2 separate regions of the Sus scrofa genome follow, and region 2 is linked to region 1. Evidence: chromatin contacts called from public targeted proximity ligation data. All regions are on one chromosome and are shown on one strand. The core of a region is the stretch at or near the end of the contact, and the rest is flanking DNA. Distances in the headings are between cores, read along the strand shown.

The links.
Region 2: a contact with region 1 is called in a targeted proximity ligation map of alveolar macrophages. A contact is called at or near these places in 8 of 47 Hi-C or Micro-C datasets (blood, epiblast stem cells, mesenteric adipose tissue and 3 more) and 1 of 2 datasets of targeted methods (alveolar macrophages).

The regions. Positions count from the first base shown.
Region 1 is chr3:31,801,655-31,805,762 of Sscrofa11.1, forward strand. No RefSeq gene overlaps it. Among named protein-coding and RNA genes, the nearest start is that of RMI2, 11 kb to the right of the region's middle.
Region 2 is chr3:32,143,716-32,147,678 of Sscrofa11.1, forward strand. It overlaps CLEC16A (protein CLEC16A), which reads right to left. Exons shown (of 25, transcript XM_021086617.1): 2 at 1,489-1,617. Among named protein-coding and RNA genes, the nearest start is that of CLEC16A, 13 kb to the right of the region's middle.

The DNA.
Region 1 (4,108 bases), core at 1,592-4,091:
CGGCAACACTGGATCCTTAACCCACTGAGCGAGGCCAGGGATTGAACCCGTGTCCTCAGGGACACTAGTCAGATTCCTTTCCGCTGAGCCACGACAGACAGAAGCTCCTGGGCTCACTTCTTAAAAAAGGAAATTGAGGAGTTCCTGTTATGGCTCAGCAGGTTGAGAACTCAACTAGTATCCAGGAGGGTGCAACCCCTGGCCTCAATCAGTGGGTTAAGGATCCGACATTGCGGTGAGCTGTGGTGTAGGTCGCAGACGCAGCTCGGATCTGGTGTTGCTGGGGCTGTGGTGTAGGCCGGCAGCTACAGCTCCGAGTCGACCCCTAGCCTGAGAACCTCCATATGCTGTGGACGTGGCCCTAAAAATAATAATAATAATAGTAATAATAAAATTTAAAAAATTTTAAAAGGAAAGCGATATCACTACCTTACGAGGTTCCTGCAGGAGTGCCTGCAGGTGGTCTAGCTCCATTCCTCCCTCTTGGCTTTTGTCATCTAATTTCTCCTCCTCCTTCTCCTCAGGGAAGCTTCAGGATGCGGGACCCCCATGGTCCTGGTCGCCCCTGAGTTCATTTGTCCTTCCTCTGGCCAAGGCCCAATTCCTCTAGCCTCAAGCATCCCCAGCTGGGGAAGCAGAGAGCTGAGCAGTCAACCAGTGCTGGGGCACCTCTGCCCCCCACCAGGCTCGTCTGGGCCGGAAGCTGTAGGTCTGCAGGGGCTACACCTGGTTGGTTCTGAGACTCACCTGAGAGCTCTCACACGCTTATATTCAACTCCACCCATGTGGATTCAAATAAAAGATGTGGGTCGAGAGGAGGTTAAAAGCAGCCCAGTGGGCTAATAATCAGTCACGTTAGACACCCCTGAGGGCCGGCGGGGGGTGGTCCTGGGTGGGCAGTACTCAGGGAAGAGAGGCCCCCAAAGGCAGCGCAGCTGTGGTCTGCAGACTTGAGGGCAGAGTCTGAGTCTGGTGCATCGTTTAAAGCAGGCACCTGTTGGATGAAAAGTTCTAGTTCTGCTTGTTCCTCGGTGGACAGAATTAGATGCTAACAGGCCCTTCTGAGAAGCTCCTTTTCTCTTCCCATTTGCCAAGGCAGAAGGGAAACTTAGCATTTTGTTACTGCCAGATACCAGAGCCTCTTTGCTTCCTCCCTTCCTTTCTTCTTTTTCTCTCTCCTTCCTCCCTTCTTCCTCATCTTTCTGGCCCTTATCATGGCTCTGGTCCCTCGGATCAGGGACAGAGCTAGACAGCATCCTTCTGGGTTGCTCCCCATCATATTTCAGGGATTCACTTGTTTCTTTTGATCCACAGGTTTACAGTTGGAGAGGAACTGCTCTCAGGATGAATGATAGGAGTTCCCCAGTGGCTCAGCAGGCTAAGGATCTGGTGTTGCCCCTGCTGTGGTGCGGCTTCGATCCCTGACCCTGGGAATTTCCACATGCTGCCGGTGTGGCCAAAGAACCAACTGAAACGAGGATGAATTAGGAGTTCCCATTGTGGCTTAGTGGGTTAAGGATATGGTCCAATCCCTAGGCTCACTCAATGGGTGAAGGATGGGGGGTGGCTGCAAGCTGCAACTCAGAGCCGGTATTGCCGTGGGTGTGGTACAGACCTCAGCTGCAGCTCCAATTCAACTCCTGGCCCCGGGGAACTCTCATATGTCACAGATGCAGCCTTAAAAAGAAAGAAAGAAAAAAAAAAAAGACACCCAGAGCCTCCCTACACTAGACACAGATGATTTGGATAATGAGATTTAGCTGAGATGTGGGACTCTGAGTTGTGCTGTAAATGGGTTAAGAGCGGCAGGGACCTTGGACCAAGTGAATGTATTTTGCATTTGGGACAGACGTGCATCTCTGGAGGGCAGAGGGCAGTCTGAGTAGAATGTCCTGCCCCAAAGGTGTCCAGGTCCTCACCCTGGAACCTGTAAATGTGTTACCTTACCCGGCAAAGGGGACTTTGCAGATGTGATTAGATAAAGGGCCTTGCCACGGGAAGACGATCACTGTTGAGTCATGGGACTCCTTAAAAGCAGGGGCAGGTCTTGGGCGGTAAGTAAGAGAGATGAGGCCGGGTGGGTGGTCAGAGAGACGACCAGGTGACTTTTGTTCACCGTGTGTCCCCAGAGGCTGGAACCTAGGAGGCTCTCAGGAAGTGCTTGGTGACAGAACAGTGAGCATTTTTTGAGCACCTGCTAAGACCCGATTCTATAACAGTCACACAGACAAGTTCCTTCGCCTCTCTGACCCCAAATTGTCCCTTCTCTATAGGTGACAGAAATAAGGCTCAAAAAAAAAAAAGGAAGTCTCCATCGTGGCTCAGCAGAAACACGTCTGACTAGCATCCATGAGGACAAGGGTTTGATCCCTGGCCCCGCTCAGTGGGTTAAGGCTCTGGCGTTGCCGTGAGCTGTGGTGTAGGTTGCAGACGTGGCTCAGATCCTGCATTGCTGTGGGCCAGCGGCTACAGCTCTGATTTGACCCCTAGCCTGGGAATCTCCATATGCTGTGGGTGCGGCCTTAAAAAATAAGGTTCAGTGAAGTGAAGGGACTTGCCCAGAGTGACCCAGTGATTAAACAGCCGGGCTGAAATTCAAAAGCAGGACCATCAGAAACTGTCTGGTTGCCAAACCTACATCCCCATCCCCCCCCATTAGGACCTGGCCATAATGGGTGAACACGCCCTGGGCGGACAGCCGTGAAGCGTCTCACAGCCCCGTTTTGTTCTTTTGCTTCCTTCTGCGGCTTTTCATCTTGGCCACTGGCTGGCAGCCCATTTCTGACGGAACAGAGCAGCTCTGCCTGGGACTGACCAGCAGGGGGTGCTAGCGTCCAAGGATAAAGACCCGGCGTTGCCAGAGGGTCCAGTTTTCTCAGAATGAGGGCCCTGGCTGCCTCCCCCGCAAAGAGGGACAGTCGCAGCCGGAGACTGGTCCCTGCCCCTGCCTGCTGGCCAGAGGGTTTGTCTCCCTGGCAACAGTCTTCCCGGAGGAGGGGAAAGCACCTCCCAGGGTCACTGACACGGGGAAAGCTCCTAGCACAGTTCCTGCTCTGGCCCTCGGTTGAATTTGCATCCTTCATCAGGAGATGTTGAATGATTCTCATAGGACTATAATTTCAGATTCTGCCCAAACCACATGAATCTTTTATTTTGACTCAGCCATCTCTCCCCTTTTCCTCCAGTTCTGTCTGTCCTTATCAAGTCTTCCCAAGCTTGAGAACACTCCCAAACAAGCTGGCAAGCACCCTCAGGCCGATTATAAACAACCTGGGATGCTTGATTCAAAAGGCCCTCCTAGGAGTTCCCGTCGTGACACAGTGGTTAATGAATCCGACTAGGAACCATGAAGTTGTGGGTTTGATCCCTGGCCTCGCTCAGTGGGTTAAAGGATCCAGCGTTGCAGTGAGCTGTGGTGTAGGTCGCAGATGTGGCTTGGATCTGGTGTTGCTGTGGCTCTGGTGAAGACCAGTGGCTACAGCTCCGAATCCGACCCCTGGCCTGGGAACTTCCACATGCCGCAGGAGCAGCCCTAGAAAGGACAAAAAAACAAAAGTCCATCCTAGGTTCCCGTCGCGGCTCAGCAGGTACCGACCCCAATTTGTAACCATGAGGACGCAGGTTTGATCCCTGGCCTAGCTCAGCAGATTAGGATCCAGTGTGGCTGTGAGTTGTGGTGTAGGTCACAGTCGTGGCTCGGATCTGGTGTTGCTGTGGCTCTGGTGTAGGCCAGTGGCTAGAGCTCCGAATCCGACCCCTAGCCTGGGAACCTCCATGTGCCCCGGGTGCAGCCCTAAAAGACAAAAAAATAAAACATTCTTAAAAGGAAAAGCAAAACAAAAGGCCCTCCTAGACTTGGCCTGTGAGGGGCTCTTTTCATTTGAAAACACTGGAGTGCAAGGGGAAATTCAAAAATATGGTGCTTCTGCATGTACATTTCCTCTGCCTTCCTACCCAGAACCCAGCTATTCGCAAACATCTACGGATGTGTGTGCTATGCATGGACGAAGGTAAAAAAGTAAGACTCAGTCACATCACCAGAGGCCCCTCCGAGGACAGATACCAGGACCCTTGAGAACAATTTACGTGCCCATCTACAGATCCGCAC
Region 2 (3,963 bases), core at 171-2,670, 340 kb after region 1:
AAAACAAATTTTCTCGGGCCTCTGTTGGGCAGCCATTTAAGAATCACTGGGCCTCTAAGAGCGCAGCAGTTTCTCTACATGACAGATGGTACTAAGTTCATTTTAGTAAAGGGGCCATGGTTTCTAATCTTCACCTCAAGGGCCTTTCTCGTTTCCATAAACAGACACCAAACAACCAACCAACAGTATACTCCCCGGGGATCCTTAAAGGCAACCAGTCCCGTTTAGGAGCGACACCCACTTCACGCATGTTTTCCCCTGGGTATCACAGCCGGTGTCACTGGTTTGCCTTCTAGACAATTTGCATTTTCCACAGTATCTCTACCTTAGCTAACCTTACTGATGAAAATACAGAGCTACCAGAAAATCAGGATATCTAATAAGAAGTTGGGCTAGGAGTCAAACACCTCTATTTATTTTAAATTTGTTTTTAAGTGGCCTCAATACTTATCACTGAAATTGTTTTCTATAAAAAGAACATCTGTGTTTGGTGGTTGTCATAACCCCAATTCTTCTGTACTCAGATGTTGGGACAGGTCTGTTGGAAAAAGCAGTTGATGGGCTATGGTCCTTGCTTTTTAACTGTCCAGTAGGGACACCTTTTAAAATTATCGTTTGCTTTTATTTCTTGAGTGCCTATTCGGTACTAGGCACTGGGCAGAGCACTTGCTCTCTCTCATTTAAAGATGAGGAAAGTACAGTGGCCTAAGACTGCTCATCTAGTAAGTACAAGAGTGAGAGAAACCCTTCCATGGGCTCCAGAGCGTGAGCCACTGCTCCACTTACCAGCTATGTGACCTTGAGCATAAACAAGGATGGAGGTGGGGTGACGATGAGGATGGGGACAGGGATGAAGACGGAGATGGGAATGAAGATGGGGATGGGAAGGGGAGGAAGATGGGGATGAGGATGAAGATGGCGACAGAAACGGGATGAAGATGGGGGTGAAGATGGAGTTGGGGATGAAGATGGGGATGAGAATGGGGTTAGGGATGAAGATGAGAATGGGGATAGGGATAAGAATGGGGGTGGGGATGGGGATGGCTACATGGCCTCCACCCTGGAGAAGCTGGAAGACTTAGAAGGATTTATCTCCTAAGAGCTCTGCACTGTGGCCATTCAACAGTAAACACAGCAAAAGCCCTTACTGTCTCCCCCAGGGAAGGGTCTTTTAAGTTGACCAAGAATCTAACTACCCAAGACATTTTCTCCTTCCTTTGGGGAGATAATGAGACATTACTAGGAAAAGTATCCATCACATTTTCAGTTTTTCTGGAGACATTCATTTCCATAACCCTCCCATTTTTAGCTGGCATTTTTACAGTGTTTCAAGGACATTTTATAGAGAGAGACAGAGACGGATATCTGTGCAAGACCAAGCTGGCGTTAAATTGTGACATCACCAGGAATGACTCATGGTACACAGTTAGAAAAATAGTCACGGGAGGAAGAAGAATCAAAAAACAACAAAAAACCAGATGCCCTTACTCAAATACAGAGCTGTCATTCTGATCCCCCCAGATCAGGATCTCGGTGATGGATCGAATGGTCTCCACCAGCAGGTTCCGGTTCTGCTCTGTGACAGTGGTGTTTTTGGTCAAAACATGGTACAGATACCTGAGAGAAAGGAAAGAAAAGAGAGTTCAAGGTTACCAACTGAAATGGAAGCCAGGCTCAGTGACCACTTGTGACATGTGGGGGACAATTAGGCTGTGCTTTTTTCAGATTTGGTTGTGAGCACAATTCCCACTCAGGAGACATGACTCATCACCCAAGGGAAAACAGCAGCCGATGCCTTGAAGGGTTAAATAGCCAGGGACACGTGACTCAAACTGAAGCAAGATCTTCAGCTTTTCAAGACAGCCATCCTCAGACTGAGAGCTGGACAAATGGGCTGCAGACCCCCGGAGACTCAGACCCGGCAGAACTAAGGGTAGACCAGGCACCGCCGGCCTTCTCCACACTCTCGCAGGCGATTCCCGCGTCGGGGAGCAGGTGGAGGTGCAGGGCTCAGCCCAGGAGCCTGACGCACAACCGGGCAGATACAGGGATGACAGGTGGAGTCAGAGACCCGGGATGGGGGTCCCGGAGCTGAGGGCAAAATCATGTGCACTCGTGCTCACCTTTGAATGGCCCATAACCCCCCGTGATGTGCAGAATGCCCATCAGGACTGAGGGCTCAAATGACACAGGTGGCGCCAAACTTATTTGCTGAGCACAGACTAATGCAAAATGGGTTTGGGAGGCAAGGGCTACGTCCCTCACCCACCCAAACATGCCTGGAAGGCCTCGCTGCTTCAGATCTGTGCCAGCTGCTGGAGCAGAGACAAAGGCCTGGCCCAGCCCTCAAGGCCCTCTGCCACTGGTGAGGCCACCGCAGGAATCACAGAGGCCAGTCCTGAGTGGTGTGGGACTAGCTAACTAGCCAGTGCCCACAGGGTGCCAACTGGCGCAGCTTTTAAGAGACAATGTCTCCAGACTAAGGCGACTTCAGCTGTCATGGCATGGGAAGGAAAAGGGGACAGCAAGAGGGACTGACTCAGCAACAGTCACCTCCTGACTTCTGGTCACTTCAGTTGGGGGGTGAGGGCTGGTGACGGCAAGGTAGGGAAAGGTTAGATAGGTCGCAAATCTCTAAAAATGGGTAGGACGTGTAGAGGTGGAACCTTGCAAATGGAACAACAGGGAACGATCTGCTGCTTTCGGGGGCTGGGTTTTATTTATTAGTATTTTCGATCTTCGTTATACTTTAAAGATATGGTATAATTCGTCACTGAATCATTTAATTAATCTAATTAAAAACTGCATCAACTCTGTTTTTGTTTTTTGGGTTTTTGGGGGGTTTTGTTTTTGTTTTTTTGCTTGTTAGGGCTGCACCCGTAGCATATGGAAGTTCCCAGGCTAGGGGTGGAATCAGAGCTGCAGCCGGCCTACACCACAGGCACAGCAATGCCAGATCCGAGCCGAGTCTGTGACCTACATCACAGCTCATGGCAACGCCGGATCCTTAACCCACTGAGTGAGGCCAGGGATCAAACCCACAACCTCAAGGTTACTAGTTGGATTGTTTATGCTGCATCACAACAGGAACCCCACAACTGCATCAACTCTGAACATGCAATGCTAGTACAGCTCTCTCCAAACAGAGACGTCCAGCGCCTGTGCCCAGGTCCACCGGCAGAGCCGCTCGAGGGAGTGCAGCCAGCAGTGCTCTGTGATTAGGTCACCCCCGGCACTGACTGCCCTGGGATGACTCCAGGGGGATCCACTGGTGAATCTATGTCTCCACCTCACCTCACCTGCCTCTTCCCCAGAAGCCCCCAAGAGCAGACTTTTTCAAATTGTGATTCACAGGCCTCCTGCGTCAGAATCCCCTGCTGAAGCGACAGACTCTGGCTCCTCACTCCGGACCCCCATGGGCCCTGCACCCATCTAAGCCCCGCAAATCTTCAAATCTGCTGTTTGAAGGGGCTCCTGCTCTAGTTTCAGACCACGGCATCACTCACGCCATGGGCATCAGTGACCATGCAGTGCGTGGTATGTCCCACAGCCGCTGTGACAGGCGCTGTTGGTGGTGTGGGGAGAGGCAGAGTCTCCCCACTCTGCATTTCCTTCTGTGGAGAGAACAACCTCCATCAGCGCCCCAGACCACACTCCTGGCCCAGGGGGAGGCCTGCTCTGAAGACCCCCAAGAGGGACGGGAGAGTTTAAAATCTTCAGGAGCAGCCCTGACTTCTATTCACTGTGCTTTCTGCCCAGAAAGCCTGTGCTGCCCTGACCAAGTGGCAAACTTACTCGTATGTCAAAACCCAGCTCAAGCATCTCTTGTGAAGCCTTCTTCCAGAACCTCCTGCTCTCTGGCTCCTGTGTGCCTGTATGCATTTGCTGCTGCCCGGACCACCCTGACTCGCAATGATCTGCCTTCTTCACTAGACCTGAGCTCCTCAAGGTCAGGAACACCTT